5 separate regions of the Drosophila melanogaster genome follow, and all the other regions are linked to region 5. Evidence: chromatin contacts called from public Hi-C and targeted proximity ligation data. All regions are on one chromosome and are shown on one strand. The core of a region is the stretch at or near the end of the contact, and the rest is flanking DNA. Distances in the headings are between cores, read along the strand shown.

Region 1 (4,128 bases), core at 1,104-3,603, 200 kb before region 5:
ATACATGGAGATGGAGCAAAAGCCATGAGACAGCGTCGTCTTCGATGTTCGCCATTGCCCTGTTGTAGCGTGTGTACATGGACGTGCATAGTGTCCGAGTATTGGTGGGGGTATTTGGGTGTGCGAGCCGAGTGGAGGTCATCAAACTATGACGTCGCCAAAAGCCAAAAGCTGACCCAAGACGATTGCAATTCTTCCCTGGAGTTCTTGTGATTCCTACGCCTGGTTTCGACGGAGAAAGTTTGGAACCTCGGTCTTATCGAGCGCGAAACAAGTTCCGTGTTTCCATATCTGGGCTAATTGATACGCCGATAAGGTTGTGCAGCTATCATGCGCCAGGTTTTAGATGGTGTTTCCATCACAATTACGGCACTATAAAAACCACACCCTTGGCAGTAGTCTCTGGCCCAATCTGAGGCGAGGTGATCGCGTGCACAGTCACAGCATCCCTTGTGGACAGTCTGGCAACGCTTCGACGAGCTTTGCTGCTCCAATTCGAAATCTAATCACTGATTTCGATTCCCTAGCGGCAAACATTATTTCTCGGTAAATGCAACACGCCAACATATAAATATAAAAATATAGTGGTCTGCCAGAAGTCTGAACTTTATTGGGGCTATCAGAGAAGTAATATGAATCAACAACCAAGCTAGTTTTATACCCGTTACTTGTGGAGTAAAAGGGTATACTATAATCGTTGAAGTGCAGTTAAGGGAAATGAAATTTCTTCCCCTCTCTTCCAATAGCTAAGTAACGGGGTATCTAATAGTCGAGTGACTCGACGTTCGAAGCGTTCTCTCTTGTTTAATCAGCGCTGTGTTTATTTATGCAACGATAAAGTTACTGATGCTAAGAAATCAAATGAGTTGGAAATTGCCTATTATATTTTTATAGCCACCGACAATTGTGGATAAAAACTTTTGTAAACAGAAAAATGTGGATAAAATACTACATTTGTTGCTTAATATATTTATGAATTTAAACGATAGTAATATCTGACATAAAAAAAATATGGGGTTTTTACACATTACTAACAATTAAGTACTGGGCGACCTTTTAGGAAAGAGCACTGTAGTTTTTGATTGAAATCTAGAGAGATGTGGGCATTTTTATATTCTTAGAACATATGAAATTTTTAAACCAATTGAAACCAATCACTTTTTCTTGCTTTTGGGGTGCTCACTGTAGTCTAAAACTCGACTTTACACTTGAGATAAATCAAATTGAAATGTTTGCAAATGAAATCTTAGTGACGTCAGCGCGGAGATCCCATGAATTGGAATTTGACAGAAGTCCGTTAGCCATTTGCCACCCACCTGCACACCCGCACACCCACACACCCATATACGCATACAGATAGAAGCACGAAACATTAGAGATGGCAGGTAGCTGCAATTATATAAAGTGCGCATTATCATACAGCACCCTTGGTTGTCTCTTCCCCCCGCCCGCGACACTTTACTCACATCATACGTCTTATTCTTGATGCAGGTGATATGTCAGCTGGACCGGCATGCAATTTTTTGCATATGTACTTTTTTAGCCGGCGTTTTGGGCGCACGCCCAAAAACAGTTGTTTTTTGTTTCGCTTGCGGCCCGCTGTTATAAAGAAAATGCCCAGCGCAGCACCCCCCACACACACGCACAACCATGCACACACACACACATGTCACATTCTCTACTTCTAGTACTACCTACCACATTTTTTCCATTCCGCCTTCGTATGGATTTTTCGGCCACGTTTTTCACTAGGTTCCCCTTGGGTTAGCTTTGTGTTTTTGATCGCAAATTATAGGTGAGATCGTCACCTGTCAATTGGTTGGGCTTTCAGGGCGATATCTCCGCGATTTCTGGGTGTAAAACGGCAACAACTAGCGCACAATGTGCTCACGGGCTGCTGCTTCCTCTTCACTTTAACACCATGACAATTGGTGGCTGCAGAAAGAATGAGCGGTGCGGCGAATTGGCGGGGCGAATTGGAAAGCAACAGCAAACACAACAACAAACAGCGGTACGGGCGACTGACGTGTGTGCCACCCACTTTCCGCCAAATATAACCGCGAATAACTGTTGTCTTGTAGTCAGTTTGGCGATTGGTACTTTTACCAAGTTTTTCAGCCACTTTAACTTTGACGCACTCGAAAAGCTGAAAGCTAAAAGCGAATCGACCAACTGGCCGTTTGTGTGTGCGTGTGTGTCCGCGGGCTATTTGCCTTCATACTTTGTTTGTTCTTTCGCACGCTCATTCGTATGGCTCGTCGACCGCAGCGTTGCTTTTTTTTTAATATCAATCAGCTGTAAAAGCGTATATTTTTCAGTTCGCCGTTCTTCGCCCGATGTTCCAAGGAAAAATCATCATACTCGTGCACGCACGCACCCACACAAATACAAGAACGGGCCCATATGTTGGGCGACGTTGCCCGGCAAATGTTTTTTTTGTTGTTTACTTTCTGGGTTTTGACGGTGCGGTCAGCTGTTTCAAAACAAATCGCTCGGTGTTACCAGCTGACTTCGCTCATCGGCCACTAAATAACATCGGCTCACGCGAAAATCATCCGAATAATACTGATTCGAGAATAGCGCGTTATTCAAAGGAAATCGGTTTTTTGAAAAGCGTTAATATTTGTTGATATCGTCGTGGATTGATATTTAGAATTAGGGATTGCTTAATCGTATAGATATTTATTACGATTTACATTCATTGAACTAAATTATTGTTGATAAAAAAATATGTTTGTGTTTTTAGGCCCCGCATTCTCTATACTTTATGTCGAACAAATCAAGTCAATCATAACATTAAAACTATGGCCTTGACTTGCATTGTTAACTGCCCTATTCGACATGACTCCCCAAAAAGAAGTACAACTTAATTCTTTAATGCAACCCAACGCGTCAGCAACTCCTGAAGGCTGCCGAATAAAAAGTGCATTGAACTGGGGCCTGGGAAAGGACAACAAATTCGGCATTTGTCTGGGAATTCAACACGTTGCCAATTCACAAAGCAGTGGGCAAAAAAAAAGTGAATAGTACACAAAAAATTCGAAGGCAAAAGGGTAAATCTTGATTCCGGAATCAGACCGGTGAGAAGGAAGCCAGTCCTAATTGCATTTGCAGCCGCACAATCGAGTGGTTTCTTGATAAGTCATCCTCATCGACAAGGGATGCAGTCGCAGCACGAGAGATTGCAAATTTTTCGGGGCTTATGCAGCGGTTTTTATATCGTTTTTTGGCATTTCACTTATGATTAATGGAGACAGGCAAAGGGGTTGAAACAGAACAGTCACATTTAATTCCCGGCGATCGCCGCTGGATCAAATGTCAATTATCACGAACACCTCGTAGTTGCTGGCCTCCACGTCCTGAATGATTTGCATGGCCGAGTATGTGATTGCCTTCACTTCGGTGCCCTGCGGATGTTTCCCCAGCTCAAATGGTTCCCCGTAACAATGGCAGGAAATCTCGAAGTTTTCCACATCGAACTTGGTGATCTCCAGCTTCTTGCACACCAGATACGGTTCGGCAGAGAACAGGAACAGCAGCTCGTCCAGAAAGTGAAAGAGTAAGCTCTCCAGATCATCTCCATGCGCTTCGATTTCAAAGCACTGCTCCACGGACACGTAATCCAGTTCGGTCATATATCCAAACATGGCCACTCCGCACTGTTCGAACGCCTCTTTCAGCGACGATCCCCATCCGTGGATTCTGTCAAATGGGAAGGATTCCAACATCATCCGTTTATATTAAGTAAATTAATTATGTCTATTGTAGCCGTAAGTTATAATTTATATACAAAACTGCTGCCTTTTAGTGGCGTAGTAAAAGAATTATTTATGATCTACTACTTAATAATAGTCTTGTTGTTTTAAGCGATAGTAGTATAATATAAAAGTCAGAAAAAACTTGCATTACATATAATCTTCAAAAAAGCAGATACATTTGACGTTTAAAAAGCCGTATTCCCTAACTATGAACATAATACATAGGTTTGGGAAAATATGAAAAATTATAATGGCTTTAAAATATGTATAAATTAAAATAAATTCTTTTTCAGAATGTTTGCTATATCTCAAATTCTAATACGAAAGCGCTTATTAGAATCTAGTTTATACGATCATCTGGATTTTTCAT
Region 2 (3,793 bases), core at 1,040-3,539, 190 kb after region 5:
TGGGAACTGGTTAATGGACGATTGCTGCCTGGCTTTTGGCCAACATATTGCTAATTACACACTCTCACACCACCGGTGGTTTGTTTCTGTGTCGGCGGTAAATTAAGAAAAAGAATGTTTAATTTGTCGTTTAGGCCGCCACAAAGCCGCTAAATGTCTTGGCCAAATTTGCATTCGACACAAACGTGCAGTGGCCAAAAAAGGATTCCCGGGACCAGCAATATAGTGTTAGCGCCGCCTGGCAGGTTGTCAATCTTTGGAACCACTTCTTTTTTAGCAGCCGAATTGGTCAAACAATCGAATTGCATTTGGGTAGCAATATCTCTCTGTTAATAGGCAATGAAAGATTTGTGGGATATTTCCGACTTTAGATTTAGGTTGTTGAACTAATGGTGCATAACCAAAATTTCTGAACTTTTCAGTTTACACAAAACTTGAACCAATTCAAGCATTTTCTCGCCTAACTTTACAGCTGCTGGAAAACTTTTATTTTGCGGCCATTTCGGTTTTCCAAAACCGAAAGTGCCGCCCAAAACGACCCACTCACAATGTAAAACACCACATTCAAAAGGGCAAATTCCAAAAGCACTAGAGAGATTAACGGCCCACGGAAAACTTGGCACTTCGGACTTGGCCAGATGTCCAATGGGCCGATACTGGGCGACGTGGGTGTGCGGATTGGAAAGGGCTTTGGTCTGTGGCCCAGAGATTTAAATCGGATATCCATCCATAGGCATACAATGTCTCAATCGCCACGCACATTGACACATTTTTCAATGGCACTAAAACTGTATAATGGGGCCGTACAACGCATTTAATGTCGGCCCACACACACAGGCCAATTCCGATCGGTTTGAGCCAAGTGCACACAAATTTGGTGGGACTTGTGGCCGGACTGTGAAACTTGGCCAGGTGAGGTCCGGTGGTGGGAGTCTGCTTTCCAATGGAACGACCAATCCGATGTCCATCCACAACTTTGGCCACAACTTTAAACTTTCACGTCTCATTTTGGTGTATGCTGGTTTCAAAAATCGGATCTTGCCCCATGCCTGCCGTTGGCTAGATGTGCCGCCCCAGAAATTTTGGGTTCCGATGGGGAAGACTGTTGCAATGAAGTGATCCTCATACATATATGTATATCAAAATATTGTTGAAGACACAGGCAACACACAATAAGTTCACCGATCCACTGGCATTAAGTGTTGTAATAGTGGAAGGACCTAAATGTGAACAGAACACGAGTAAAATTTTAGAATAAAAGTAGCTTTGTAGACTTAAAAGATTGTTTTATTTTGATACACTTTATCGATAATTAATTATTTTTAGTACGCAATATCTTAATACTGCGTTGAATTTTTGTGAAATTCGCCAACCACACGGAAGCCAGCGAAAAATGTCTTTCGCGATGGAAAGTAAAAGTTGTCGCCGGCCTAGGGTCGCTTATATGGTGCGTCCATCGAAACGCTCGCGAATGCCAATTTTCCCACATACATTTCGCGTTTTGCAGCAGAGTTAACCAAGTTAACACCAACATTTGGCCAGTACGAGTTCGGGGGCTCATTTGCATGGTGTTTTGGACTTGGGGCCCAGATGCCAGCCCCCGCATATGTCCGGCGAAACAAAATGCCGCTTGGTTCTAATCTGCCAGCAATTTCCGTGCGCAATTAATGCCTCCACAGCGCAGTGTCTTAATTAATTCAAAATCAACGCCAACGCGCCAAATTGTGGCCCACCCAGCTACCAGGTGGCAACGCTGAATGTTGTTAGTCAATTAATGCATTAACTAGCCTCCATTTGGAAGAATATTAATGGCCCACCTTTGTATTTAGTTGCTATTAACTTATTTGGCCATTTATTAACTTTTATACTCGCACTTTTGGCTAAAATATGTGTAATATGTTAACCAGCTGCGCAACTCTGTTTGTGCGGAGTGGCAACGCTGATGGGTGATCTCGCATGCTGGCAGTAGGGTGCGAGAGAGCCAAGTCAGAGAGAAACTGACGTCACAAGATGGGTATTGGCGTATTTTTTATGGAAATGGTTATGCAAATATTGACTAAACGTCACCGAGTAGTTAAAAGCACTGATATATTAGAAATTAGTTAATTTAGATCAAAAATACCCCCAAATATATAACCAAATATTGGCTTTTAAATATTTATTAAAAGCAATCGCACTTTGTGACGTCACTGGGCGAGAGAGCAGAGAAACGAGAGCACATTGAAACCACCACCCCACGATCGAACTGGCATGATCTCACACTTACAACGTTTTGTGCTCTTCGCTTCGCATTCAGTTTCTTTTTCTCTTTCTTTGCGCACGGTTCAGTGGTAGGAAAATTAGGAGGAATCGTTCAGTAAAGTCCCGAGATCCGTTCGCTATTCCCCGACTCGAATAAAATCCATATACACATATATCAAATAAACAAAGGATAGGAGTCCTCAGAGAAGAAAAGTGTGTTTAAAAAAAATACTTTCCAAACAAAACGAAATGAATAAAATCCAAAGCCATCCAGTAGCAACAACAAATACATAATCAGCAACTGTGCATATTTCTGCGAGTTTTCTTGCATTTTTAAATCGGTTAAGTGGCCTTGTGCACTCGGTACATCTCCAGGCAAAGGAATTTATACCTTTGTATCTTCAAAACGTAGAAATTTGAATATAAAATTTATTTAAATACTTTTTTGTTGTACTTGCTGTTGCAGCAGCCAAATGAGCGAGGGTGAGAGAGAGAGGCAGCTATTTTGACATTCTGCTTTCATTCATCTCCGTCGCATATACAGTTTTACTGTTTATTGTCCGTGTGTGAGTGAGCGATCGCCGAGGAATTTTCTGCCTTCGCTTTCGACTTGCTGCGCTCTCTCGCTCTCTCAGTATCTCTCGCCCTGCATTGTTGTTGCTGCCGATCGGAAAAAATACTTTTGGGCGGAGTTGTTTTCATTTCGTTTTCCGTTTTTAATATCGCTCGCGTACGAAACTTAATGAATTTCCCAACTCCCACAGTAACGTGTTAAAAGTAGCAAAAACAAATAAAAAAGAAGTGTGCACCAAGTAAAGAAAGCAGAGACCCAAGGAAAGTTGAAAGTTGAAAACCAGAATCTCGTCGAGAACAAAACAAAAAGTTCCCAAAAACCCACACATCACACACGCACGCAACAAAATGAGTGTCTGTGAGAGCAAAGCCGTTGTGCAACAGCAACTGCAGCAGCACTTGCAGCAACAGGCAGCCGCAGCAGTTGTTGCGGTCGCGCAACAGCAGCAGGCTCAAGCCCAAGCCCAGGCTCAGGCTCAGGCACAGCAGCAGCAACAGGCGCCGCAGGTGGTGGTCCCCATGACCCCGCAGCACTTGACCCCACAGCAGCAGCAGCAGAGCACACAGAGCATCGCCGACTATCTGGCCCAGTTGCTCAAGGACCGCAAGCAACTGGCCGCCTTCCCCAACGTCTTCACCCACGTCGAACGCCTGCTGGACGAAGGTAAGTCGCTAAAACTCAAACCGAGTGAGATCCCTCCAAGTCACAGCATCATCCTAATCCCGGATCCAAGACTCAGCGGAAGGATAACGATCACTAGCTAGCCTTTTCTGAATCAAACGATAAACCCAGTTACTGTTTGTTATTGTGATAATATCCTTTTATTCATCAAACACTTTACAGTACCATTAGGAAATTGTTATATATAATAAATGTGATGAAATGTGGTGAAAGAAGAAATTTGGATATTCTTGTTATAATGTTCAGATATTTAACTCTAGAATGTATTAGAACTTTGTGTTTGTATTCCAAAAATTC
Region 3 (4,248 bases), core at 50-2,549, 240 kb before region 5:
GACAACTAGTTTGATAAGCTCTTAATCCTTACTCACCATCCGCAGAGATTGCCCATAATCTGGAATCAAAATATCAAAACAAACAACTTGCCATTGGCCAATTGTTGATTCTTGTGGGTGTATTCTCATCGGATGTCTGTGTGTGGGAGTGTGTGTGTGTGTGTCGCCGAATGAGATACCGAATAAACACTTTCACGAGAAGACGGTCCCATACAAAATGATCACAAGATCCCGTAACCATATAAACACCACGTCATCGCCTGTCCACCGCCCGTCACTACCACACCACCACCACCACCACGACCACCACCCACCCACGTCGAACAGCTTACCCCCTAAGTTTCCTGTAGCTTTAGTTGCCATTCGCACCAGCAGTTTATTATACTTAAGTTTTCCTATAATACATTTCTTATTGCTGTTCTTTAAATCACATAGTGAAAACCATAATTGTACACACTGAGAAATAAATGGGTGTGCACAGCTGCGGAAAAAATACTAAAATTCTGCAGTGACTCATTGGCTTAAGGATCAGCGAAAGTTTTTAAAAACGAAACAAAAACAAAAAAGTCAAGTAGTAATGAAATCAAAGACAATATTTAATATTTGCACACAATTTTCCACAATTACCAAGCTGTCCGACGATTTCCTTTCCAGTTCCAACTATTAAGAACTATTTATGTGTCAGATCTCTATTATCATGGCCGCACTTGTAAGTATGTTCGAGGTTCATGCGTAGGCGACTGCAGACTTCCGAAGGGAAGGTGAAATCGGGGGAGACTCTCGTCATACGACCGGCTGACGAACGTCGACCATGTCATGTGTTGTTGGCTCCAAGTGTGCGCGTGGAGGGGCTGGCTCCATGCGTTACTTTTGTTCCCGCTGTCGCCAGCACTATTGTTATTGCCATGGCTGTTGCGGCTGGGTATTATTTGCTTGGACCTTAGACCCTCTTCCCATGATAAGATTCGGGAGCAGCTGCTTATAATGATGGGTGATGGGTGGTGGGTGGCTATGTCTGCGCCGCGGATGGATGGATGGCTAGTTGGATGGACGTATGGATGGCGGGTTGAGCGGTTAAGAGATGCGAGTCCCCATGTGAATCACTGTGGCTGCCCTCGCATCGCTTCTTGGAACAATCAATTCCGATTCATTCGATTTTCCGCGAGTTGAATGCAAATAAAAACACAATTAAGTGCGGCTGGTACAGCGAAAACAAGTTGACTCACTGCAAATACGTTGCATTTCGCAATGGCAAAACAAATGGCAGCTACACGGCTTGCGTAATTAATACCAATTTGGGCATGATCCAAAACGCACAGCTTGTTCAGTGCAATAATAACAATAAAGAAGGAGAGATCCCAATCACCTTGGTGATCGGTCATGTACATGCATACATATTTGTAACTTGTATTTGAGAACTAGTCGCTTAAATAAATTAGTAGAAAAATTTAATACTATTGCACCAGAAAACTATAATTTTGTTTTAAAACCAATTGAAAATTAATTCTATGGAAGGTATAAAACGAATGAATTGAAACACATATTTCGTTCAATTATCATACTAATTATGTCGAATCGTCTCCATTCCTGGTCCCATTAATAAATACAAAAACAACAACATCGCAGTGCGTGCATGCATGTGTGGGCGTGGCAGCGGAGGGAGTGTGGAGCGATTAGAAGACGCGCGTCTAAGTTCAAGGCCAAGCAGTTCACAGCATAAGCAGTGAAGGCAGCAGCAACAACAAAGGAGAAAAAGCAGCAGCGGCAGCAGGGCAAGAGTGCGAAAGGGGCAGAGGGTGGAGAGGGAAAAGAAGCAAACGCAGCTGAAAAAAGTGCACACAAAATTGTTTGGCTGTGTGAATGTGTGTGTGTGTGTGCTGTTTCGCAGCGAAAAAGGTCAATGACACCTGTCTGTTTGTCTCGCTCGGCTCACACACACACACATACAGGCTTATCACCGGCCACTCTCTTTCGGCAATCGTGCCCTCTCTTTCTGGCCTGCGCGCAGCTACGTTTAGACATGTGGTCAGAGCATTTTTTTTGTTTTTTCTCGCTTTAAAAGGCATTCGTGTTGGTGGCGGCATGTGTGTTTTTGTTGTTCGTTTCGGCACTGTTAATTAGTGTGGCCAAATTATGCGCCAAAGCCGCCAACAACTCGATGGTCATACGTCATCAACAATAGCCGGACAAACAATTTCCGGTTTTTAGCCACACCATTAAAAAGCCAATATCAGAAATAACATGCACAAAAATAAAATAATAAAAATACAGAGAAACAAAAGCAGGCGCAACAACAACAAACTTGGCCCGGGTTCCGTCATTGCCTCATCCTCTATAGATCTCTTCTGTTCTTCTGCTTTATTTTGGTTCTATTTCAGCAATTTGTTATTGCGGCGACTTATTTTTGTCGCAGCACGCACACACACTCGCACTTATGCTCGCACACACACACACACACACACAAATGCACAGAGAGCAGGCAGGCAAACTCGATTTAAAAATAAATAAATTACGCACAAATACAAATACATTGGCCAACATTCTTCGGGCCTCGTCAAAAATATAGCATGATTAATACAAAAATGCGCAATTCTCTGGTGTTTTTTTTTTCTACTTCGGTTTTGCCTGTTGTTTTAACCCAACCTCCCAATTTTTTATGGCATTTCTCTCTTATTATACAATAATAACGCGAATATAATAAGAGCACAGCAAGTGGGCAGTTCAACGGCAACGCAAATAGCAACAACAAGCGCAGCGGCACGCCAATTAGTGCTTATGCTTTTTAATTAGCAAGCGGACCCATCCCCACATTTCCCCATTTTCCACCTTCCCGCCCACAAAACCACTTACCCGTAATATCTCCACGCCAGTTATTTGGGAAATATCTTCCCATTTATCACTATTTCAGTACACCCACAGACCCCCGATCTATTGATCTGCTTCCGTTGCGGATACAACACAAAATCAAAAGCCCGTAAATCGTGGGTGTATCTTTATCTCGTTCTTTTAAAGGGATATCCCACTTTTAATGTCAACTTAAGTCATTAAAGTCTCAACCTGCTTAAGTTGGCATTAAATAATTAATGTTTATAAAATGAAAACATTGTAGAAGCTCCAAACGTTTTTACAAAGTCTCCATTAAACTAAATTTAATGGATATCTTATACATATACCTTAAAGATAAAAAGAAACCCGATTTATAAGGTCACAGTTTGAGCAAATAGTTTGATCAACTTTTTGGGATTTGTTTTAGCAAGTGAGAGCTTTAAAATTGTACTGGATATATTTGGCTGGTTTACTCAGCATTTTGGTCACTCTAATTACGAGCTCCAAAATAAAATAAAAAACAGCACTGTCATGACTTTTTGACAACCGCTGAAAGTGTGGTGTCCACCATACATTAAAAAACAACACATTTTCCAAAGTATAACTTTAGAATTATAAAGGTTTGAAAATCATGACAAGTCAACAGGTGAGTTCAATTTTATTTTTGAAATATTAAATAAAAAATTGAGTTTTGCAGGTGGTCCTGAAGAGGGGGTGAGAGCAACATACATATTAAAGCGCCTTTTAAGGAAAAATGTATGGGTGTTTAATGGAAGTCGACTAAGACACTTCTTTGAAGTTTATTGTTTTGTTTTTTTTAATAATTTATACTAATTCTATAAATATTTAATAAAATTCTATTGAATAGCTCTTATTGACGCTTGTATGATTAATTTTAAAACTTACCAAGGACAATAAGGAGACAGTCTTTAGCAATAGTACTAAGTAATTTCATGAAATACTATTTTTAATAATAATGTTAGTTACTCTTTTAGTGCTGGCTTAATTTAATGCAATGGAAAACTTATCTGTACCACTTTTCAAAATGCGTGCAACAATAAAAAATAAACCAGCACAACAACAACAACAATAATAAAACAAAAACCGGCAGCAATCGAAATTCTTTCATTTCTTTTCCGCCTCTCTTCGCGCAGCCGCTCTCCGCACGACAGAGAGACAGAGAGAGAGAGAAAAAGAGAACAATGTTGGCTGCGCCGCTCATTCACAAAACGGAGACGTAAAGCGGTGTGCGAAGAAGAAGAACAACAACAGCCCAAGATATGATAGATATGGAACAACAACAAAAGGAACAAGAGGAACCGGGCGGAGAGAGGAGGAGGAGGAGAGCAAAAACAACTTGGCATAAATTGCTGCTGCGTAGTAATTTCACGAGTATTTTCCTAGTTACGTTCTCACTACTAT
Region 4 (4,102 bases), core at 152-2,651, 140 kb before region 5:
AGAAAACGTTCTCACTTGTCCTAATTATTTCTTTTATATTAACCATATCTGATCACTCACCTTCTGGCCTGCCTGGGAATGGACTGCGTCCAGCACACGGGTGCCTTGTGTAGTTGATGCATATTTCGGGAGGACTTGTAGGTGAGATCGCCGCACTCCGTCTGCCACACCTGGAGATTCCCCTCCGCCGGATAGAAGGTATACAGGCTGTGGGTGGCCGAGGCGATGACCGGCGAGGAGCCACCGCCCTCGACCACATCGACCACGCCCGCTGCCACCAGTGGAGATAGGGTGGCACTAGAAATCGGTTGGACGAGTAGGGCCTGTCCGGCTGCCGGTGCTCCGGCTGCAGTGCCTCCGCCAGGCGACTTGTAGTTCAGCATGCGGGTGGCGGTGGCACCGGCATTGCTGCTGCTTATATTGCCATTTCCGTCGTGCTTCAGGATCAGGCTACTTGGATCGTAGCCGTGGCGATTGTGCCGCGAAATGGCGTCCACCGAATGGGATCTAATGCCGGTTCGAGGTGGATTCACGTGGAGCCGACGTCCGCGCCGGTAGTTAGCAGTGCCAGTTCCGGTTCCCAGGCTACTATTGCCCAATCCCGAAGATCCCTGCTGCATCGACGCGGTCAACCGGTGATTGTGGACACTGGAGGCGGCACTTGGAACGAGGGGCTGTCGTTGTTTTTGGTACTGGAGGCGTGGCTGTTGCGGGGGTGCCTGATGCCTTAGTTTCCCCTGATCCTTGGCAAAGAACTCCCGCCTCTGCAGCTGGGGGGCGGCCAAAGTGAGTGCGCCCCTGACGGAGTTCACCATTGAGGGGCTGGATGCATTTGCTCCGGACGTCGTCTTAGTGGCGCCCCCAGTAGCCGCCGAACTAAGCTGCGCGAGCTTACTGGCATTGTTGTTGCTGACCGTATTTGCTGCATTGCTGTTGTTGCAAGTGCTGGTGCTAGTGGTTCCACTTGTCTGATGCTCCGAATCGGTGGAAACCCGATCCGGATCACTTTCGAAACCTTCGTCCAGGGATCGAGTTGGACTCAGAATGGGCTTCGAGTGCTGCTGCTCCAGTTTCGTAGACATGGCTGCTGGCCACTAAGGGGTATTATTTGTTGTTGTTTCTTTTGTGTTTTTTTATTATTTTTTCTACAGCTTTAGCCCGGGTATTGGGTATCGTTACACTTGCTGCACATATGCACCTTATTTCTCTCTTTCTCTGCCGCCTGCCATGCACACTTGTTTTTCACATTTAATTTCGCTTGGCTTTCAGCTCGTTCACTTCGCGAAAAGTCGCGCCAAAGTTGCAGTTTGCAGTTGGTTTGGATTTTGGTTTTGGTTCGAATAAAAAATAGCTACTGCGTTATACACGTCTGTCTCGCACGAAAGCTTTTTATCGACTGTGGAGTGCGAGTCGGAAACGGAATTAACTTGGTTCGCTCTGTTATCGCCATGTTAAGTAACATTCGTTAACATTTACCAACGGAAAGAGCAAAAGCTTCGATCGACACTTGTTGCGGTGCACCTGTTACATTTAAAAAGTGCCTGAGAGAGAGAGAGAGTAACATCGCTCAGCTGTTTGCCAAATGTTATTCGCGAAACTTCCAAGTGAGAAAGATCATCACAGAATAACAAAGTAAAATGAAGAAAGACAGGAAAATATAAACACGGAAGTGTCGAGACATCATCCTAAAAATGCTTTTTCCTGTTCACATTTGCTTTGCACGAAAATGTTATCAATTTACAATATTTTTTAAGTGTTTTATCAAAGCTGTTGTTTTAGTAAATACGATTGTGAAAATCTTTTAATTGACACTACACATTCAATATCTCCCAGATATATATCTATATTTTTCCGATATTCGGTAAAACTTTAAAACCACCATGCCATATATTTTAGAAGCGACTGTGATTTTGTTTTCGGCTCCACTGGGATTTATCAATGAAAATACCAACTCCAAAGCAAGAGCAAAAACAACAACCGGCACAAGCCGAGAGAGGGAGCGAAGCAAACAAAAACAAAACGAAGGCTTGAAAAGCTCGCTGTGCTGAGAGCAAAAGAGCAAGGAGCTTTCGACACCTGCTGCACCTGTACAACAACAGCATAAATATTTGTGGGAGGGTGGCGATAGGAAGTATTTTGCTTATTTTGTTGCTTAGATTCGATTGAATTTTGAGCAATGTCTTTTGTAATTTCCTTTTTATATATTTTTTTAATTTTTGCAATATGCCTAACTGACTGTATGAACCATATGAATTAACTCCTATTGAATATATTTTAAAAACTTACGCCTATTGACTATATATTGTTCGAAAAATTATTGTAATAATCACTTGGCGGCACAGATCCTTCCGCAATCCTAATCCAATTCATGGACAACAGATTTAGCTGCTTCGTGATCTTGCTCTTGCTTTTCTTTTAAATTTTCGATAACGCCCAATGATCGTACATAATTTTTGTGGCTGTTCTCAGCGTCATTCCATTGATTTTCGCTTTTCACGTTATGCTCTCATTTAGGAAATTATTCACTCTCGGCAGCGATTTGATCCGAGCTTTATGATAGTTTCGCTAGATGTTGGTGTTGCATGTAGCTGCTGTTAGCGTGGCTGGTGTGGCTCTTGTTGCTGCTGTTATAGTTATAACTGCAATTTAATTATATGAATTTTATAGTTTGAACACCATAAAAATGTCGGTCTTAATTGCGTTTTGGCAGTAACTGCGATTCCGCCACAGACGCCGGGTCTTGTGCCTTGTTATCGGTTTACGTGACGGTATTTTGATTTTTATTATAAGAGATCCCCATCTCCGACTGCCACTCGGCGGAGGTGACCCAAAGTTTTGGGCCGCTCCGGTTGTTGGTCCACCATTACCGTTATGGTTAGGCAACGAGCTCCGATTCCCAAACACTCCATAATACTCAGCCCGCGTTCATATAACCCGGTGGGTGGAGCGGACGGAGTTGGTGGTGGTGTTTGCGGTTGGCTTGTGGTGGGTTCATATGGGTTCAAGACTCAGGCGCAGCCATAAACACGCTCGAAAGTCAACAACTCCTTGGTTCCAGGGGCAATCAATCAATCAAAGTGCAGTTAGAGTGGTTCTCGGACGTAAGACCACAACGAAGGCAAAATCCATAACCATCCAAAATAGTGTAATTATATGGGTTTCGCACGGAAGTTGGCTTAGATTAGTTATGGCCACGAAGCTGCTGACTTGTAAATATGTACTTGACCTCTGGAAATCGGCAATTGACAAAATCTTCGGGGAACTAACCATTTAACATTTTAAATATGCAATAATATTTATTGTTTGGTCACTTGTATCTTCAATTAACTATTTGAGTAAATCAAAAAGATAGAATATATGTAGATAGGATTTATGTGCAGCATGTGGGGTATATTCGAACAATTAATTTCTAACTGCCTAAATTGAATTTCCACGTAAGTCAAGGCGAAGCCCACCCATCATAGCCCCCATATCGATCAAGTGCCCCATTCGATTGACTCCTCTATCATCTGCTCACATTTGTACCAACGTATCGTCGACCATGCAACATCCATCCACCCATACATCAATTGGCGGCAATAAACAACCGTAAAATGTTTACAACCAGCCCGAGAAAAACCCACAAAACGCTGTCTCCCCATTCCAAACAATTTCATCTGATGGGCGGCAACGAACGCGCCACAAGAAGAGTTAGTGCCAGTGTATGGGCATGGGATCGGTGAAGGGGGAGTGGTTGGGGAGTCGCACTGAGGGGGTGGTGGTCTCAGCACCAGTTTAATTACAACCTTGCCAGTTATGACTGACGTCGGCGGACCCCCGGACTTCCCGATCCTCACAGAAGCAACGGCCACAACGACAACAACAGCAGCATATGTCACATAATTTCCACAATTAAAACTTATATTGAAGCCGTGCGGCAGTCAGCTGATGCAGTTGTTGCTCGACAAGGGGGCGTGGTAGGGGGGCTGAGCAGGTGCAACAGGCCCCGTAGCCTCACGCATGCGTAAAACGGTTGTTGTTGCTGCTGCTTCTGCTGATACTTCTGCACAGCACAACGGCAGCATGTTGCATGAAGTTTGTTTTGAAATCCACAGAGAAATAG
Region 5 (3,968 bases), core at 1,005-3,504:
CTGTGGTTTTCCTCTGGTTGAGATTGCGTTTGTCGTTGTGGGTGCGGCCTTTTCAACTAACTAACACAACTACAGTGAACTCATGTACAGTCGCAGGTCTGTGTAGCTCATTTTTTGTTTTTTTATTTATTTTTTTTTTCTGTGTCGAAACTGCAGCAGGAATAAAAACAACAATCAAGAAAACCAGAAGGCGTTGATTTAAATTTAATTGAGGCCTCTCAATTAATTGCCTTTGCATTTTACTCATCTCATATTCACTTTTCAGCTGCAATCTCTTTTCGCAAAATATGGAAAGATTTTTGGCGCGCGATTGTTATTCAACAGTTTTTATTTTTTGTTTAGCTTTTTCGCTTTGACACACTGCCAAACCAAAGACAAACTGGAGACCAGCTCTCTTTCTTCCCAGCTCTCCCTCTCTCACTGAATGCCACGCTATCGGCGGAATATCAGCGTAAAGTAAAGCAATAATAATAAGCCAAAAATTAAAGGTACAGTCGAACGTCCATAAGTGATGCTTAATATAAACAAACTGGTAAGTTTTTTTTAATAGCGTTCATCTTAAATCTATTATTAGATAACAATGGACTGCATTAATAGTCCCTTGTCTTGTTGCTAAAACTTAAGGCAATAGTCGTAGAAACTTGTACTGAATCTTTAAAATTTCATAATACAATGATTTTGAATACATTTATTATTTCAAATTATTTGAAATTAGAGAAATTTATTCGAATTCGATTAAGCAATGGGGCCAAACAATAATACTTTTTTGAGTTTTCTGTTATTCATCAGATATGTAAATGTATCCCAATTCACTTTCGAGTAACCAAAGAGATAAATCCCTACGCACGTGAATGAACGAACAAAGAATCGGAAAAACTAGCCAAAATAAAGAGAATAAAAACTGGTAGGAAAGAAGTGACAATAAGAATCGACGCAGAAGGGGAAAAACGAAATTAGGAAAATCAGAAAATAAGGGTGGTTTTTTTTTTCAACTAAGGGGAGGAATTTTATAAGGGTGACGACTGTGGCAAAGGACGAGCACAAAGCAGAGACTGCAAGAGGAAGGAACAACGGAAAATGCAACTAAAATCAGGTGTCTGCTTATTGGATCATCTATATAAGAAGTACATGGGATCTTAGTAAATAGAACATACGTACAAAAACCGAGGAAATGTATGAGATAATTCGAAGGAGACTTTTTTAATTTTAGAGATTTCACTATATTCTGATTCTGCTCTGATTCTTTGGGAAAATTTAACAATAACTTGAAAGTATATTAAACTTAATAACTTGGAACCAAAGAGTAATCATTATTCGTATATTTTGAGCAAGCACCCAGCGTTTCAGGTGAAACAAAAACATGCAAATCATGGAAAAAAAAAACCTACCTTTGAGGCCTTGTGGCTGCCTCGCATATGGCTTTTGGCCATGTCGCGTGCAGTTGGCCAAATCCGCACTGCCGTTGCTTTTTTTGCGATCGCTTTCCGGGCATTTCTGAAGGATCAGCTTTGCGCTGGCGGAGATCTGGGCGGGAGTCAGGGCCATGCCCCTCGGCGCTTGGCTGACTGCCTTTGGATTGCACTCATCGGCATCGGTGCTGGATATCGTCCTTGAGGTCGGATACCGCATTCCGCGCAGGACCTGACAATGGGCATCCGTATCAGCATCCGCATCCGTATTCGCATCCGCATCCCGATTAGATTCCAGCTGGATGTCATATCCGTAGCGTTCCTTAACGTATAATCTCTGCGTGTGCTGCTCCTGGGCCAACAGCTGATCGATATTCGAGTCCCCGGGAGCGTTATTGAATAGGTTCCGACAGATTCTCTTCTTCTCCGATGCGCTGGGCGGTGGGCGTGGCACGGGGGCGGCGAGAAATGGGCCCAGGGCCATTGGCGGACACAACATGGCTATGGTTTTGTATAACTTGTTTTCTTTGTTTAAACTTTAGGTATTTTTGCACTTTTTGGTTTATTGCTTTTGAAGTATTCTCGCTTTGTTTCTTCTTTCCGCTTTCACTTGAACTTTCACAGCGATCACTGCGCGAAACTCACGTACGCATTTTAGGCATTGCAATTGCAGTTTAAATCGGTTTTCTATCGCTGGCGAATTTGTTGTATGCGTTTCTTTTTCTGTATCGTAGAGAGCTAGCTGAACTTTACGACTTTCACGCGAGCCAAAGAGAGCGAAAAGAACGCAGCTGGAGCAAACGCAAGCGACCGAATTGGTGGAGAGTCAAAGACTGAATCGCGCAGAGACCAGGGATTCAGCAAGTTATATAGCTTATATGGCGCAGTGTGACCAGTTGCTCCCGCATCGATAACGCTTTACTTTCGCTTTTGGCCCGCCGAAACGGTCACTCTGCGCTCTTTCGTGACTCTCTTCAGCATTTTTACGCTCTCTTACATTTGGGTATCATTAACATTAGGGTGAAATGCACAGAAAAACATACTTGAAAGTGATCTAGAAAATATTTCAAAAATTATACATCGAAGCTATAATATTCAATATGCTTATAATATATGTTTATTTCCATAAAAATTGTTTCCTAGCACCGCTATTGCACTTTTAACTGCAGCAGTTTTGAGAGGTGGCGCGAGTAGGGAACATCTCTGGCTACTGAGATGACGTCATAAATTACATTTACTTCCTTGATGTTCAAATGAATTGAAGTGAAATTTTAGAAATTTAAAATTAAGAAAAATATCATATCTCCAAGTTCGTATTTTTTTTTTTACTCAAGGTTGGCCATCAAACTGAATTGCATTGCAAGCAAACATATGATGAATTCCAAGTAGTTTATAAATTAAATCGATGACATCATAACACCCAATTTGAGATGCCAACATGCAGTACCTCAAACACAATGCCACACCTCACTATTAAATGTATCCCATGCAAATAGAGATTCCTAGCTCAGAATAATGCAGTTGCTCATCTTATACTTACGATATTTACATGTAACAATTACGGAAAGTGAATCCGTTTTTTGTGTGCCAATTATAGGCCGTGTAAATACAATTAGTTATGCTAGGGACTGCTGGCTCGTTGCTATTTACCTCGCACAAATACTGAGCTAAACGCTAACTAACTGATATGTTAGCGCGTTTTGGGCCCTAACTCAAGGTCGAGTCGGGCTTCATGCGGCATTAAACGGCCTAATTGGCGGCCAGACGTGGCTAGAACAAATTGCCAGCGACAGGAATACGAAAAATTCAAAATAGTCAACAAAAAATCATAAACAACTTTCGCGCCTGCGGCGGCAATTCAAGCGTATCTCGAACAAACGAAAGTGAAAACCGCATAGAAATAGAGGTAGTAGGTTGTAGTAGTGGTATTGGTAGTAGTAAATAATGTGGACCACAAGTCATTTCAATTTCAATAATGCTGAGTCAGCCGAACCGATAAACTGGCCCCCACTCCACTGGTGGTTGGTTAGGAGGCGCAGCTGGTGTTACCTCGAATCGGAGGAGTCTTCAGGCCCATTTCGTCTGGCTCTTTGACCGATTAGTCATTTTAAAGAGTGCCCCGGACAAAGGACGCGCCCAAAGGATTGCGATTTATTATTGTTTTCAGGCGTACAGTGGGCCCTCGCAAAGGGATACAGATGGTGTCTGTATTGGCTTTATAAGCTTTTATAAGAATTTTCGCCAGAATGAATAAATGTTTTTCTTTCTTATCATCTTCATATGTAGTATCTGCTTTACAAACAAATGTATTGTTTCTAGAAGGGATACCAATTGAATATATTCCTAGATATATTACTGCAGATTATTCACTTATTACTTTCATGTATCGAACTAAATAAATCTCAGCAACTCTTAGTAAAAGTTTCGCGTTTCCGGAGATTACTGTATAGAAGATTGATATCCCTTCCTCATATATTTTTTGGCGCGATGTCCAATTCGGATTGGCAACTACCTGCTCGCGAGGTGAATGAGGGGTTGAGGATCGGATGGGATGGGATG

The links. A called contact is a pair of places that touch in the nucleus more often than the background predicts.
Region 1: a contact with region 5 is called in a targeted proximity ligation map of the Kc167 cell line, with 5 times the contacts expected there. A contact is called at or near these places in 8 of 107 Hi-C or Micro-C datasets (the D17-c3 cell line, the Kc167 cell line, the ML-DmBG3-c2 cell line and 4 more) and 2 of 7 datasets of targeted methods (both in the Kc167 cell line).
Region 2: a contact with region 5 is called in a targeted proximity ligation map of the Kc167 cell line, with 2.6 times the contacts expected there. A contact is called at or near these places in 2 of 107 Hi-C or Micro-C datasets (the S2 cell line and wing imaginal disc) and 1 of 7 datasets of targeted methods (the Kc167 cell line).
Region 3: a Hi-C map of the Kc167 cell line shows a contact between it and region 5, with 5 times the contacts expected there. A contact is called at or near these places in 4 of 107 Hi-C or Micro-C datasets (the Kc167 cell line, the S2 cell line, eye imaginal disc and 1 more) and 2 of 7 datasets of targeted methods (both in the Kc167 cell line).
Region 4: a Hi-C map of the Kc167 cell line shows a contact between it and region 5, with 2.5 times the contacts expected there. A contact is called at or near these places in 9 of 107 Hi-C or Micro-C datasets (the Kc167 cell line, the S2 cell line, cellular blastoderm embryo and 2 more) and 1 of 7 datasets of targeted methods (the Kc167 cell line).

Annotation. Positions count from the first base shown.
Region 1 is chr3R:21,658,518-21,662,645 of dm6, forward strand. E2f1 (E2F transcription factor 1) reads right to left here and starts at 2,354. Exons shown (of 8, transcript NM_001300526.1): 1 at 1,699-2,354. Archease (archease) reads right to left here. Exons shown (of 3, transcript NM_142718.2): 3 at 2,669-3,702. The coding sequence ends at 3,312.
Region 2 is chr3R:22,039,902-22,043,694 of dm6, forward strand. It overlaps how (held out wings), which reads left to right and starts at 2,290. Exons shown (of 9, transcript NM_079723.4): 1 at 2,290-2,454; 2 at 3,006-3,478. The coding sequence starts at 3,163.
Region 3 is chr3R:21,614,441-21,618,688 of dm6, forward strand. lncRNA:CR44034 (long non-coding RNA:CR44034) reads right to left here and starts at 1,300. Exons shown (of 1, transcript NR_074041.1): 1 at 580-1,300. All of the region lies in intron 1 of InR (Insulin-like receptor), which reads right to left.
Region 4 is chr3R:21,718,259-21,722,360 of dm6, forward strand. CG31176 reads right to left here and starts at 1,402. Exons shown (of 3, transcript NM_169963.2): 1 at 61-1,402. The coding sequence starts at 1,082. lncRNA:CR44096 (long non-coding RNA:CR44096) reads left to right here and starts at 2,709. Exons shown (of 2, transcript NR_125224.1): 1 at 2,709-2,768.
Region 5 is chr3R:21,854,012-21,857,979 of dm6, forward strand. It overlaps glec (gliolectin), which reads right to left and starts at 2,255. Exons shown (of 2, transcript NM_079719.3): 1 at 1,389-2,255. The coding sequence starts at 1,908.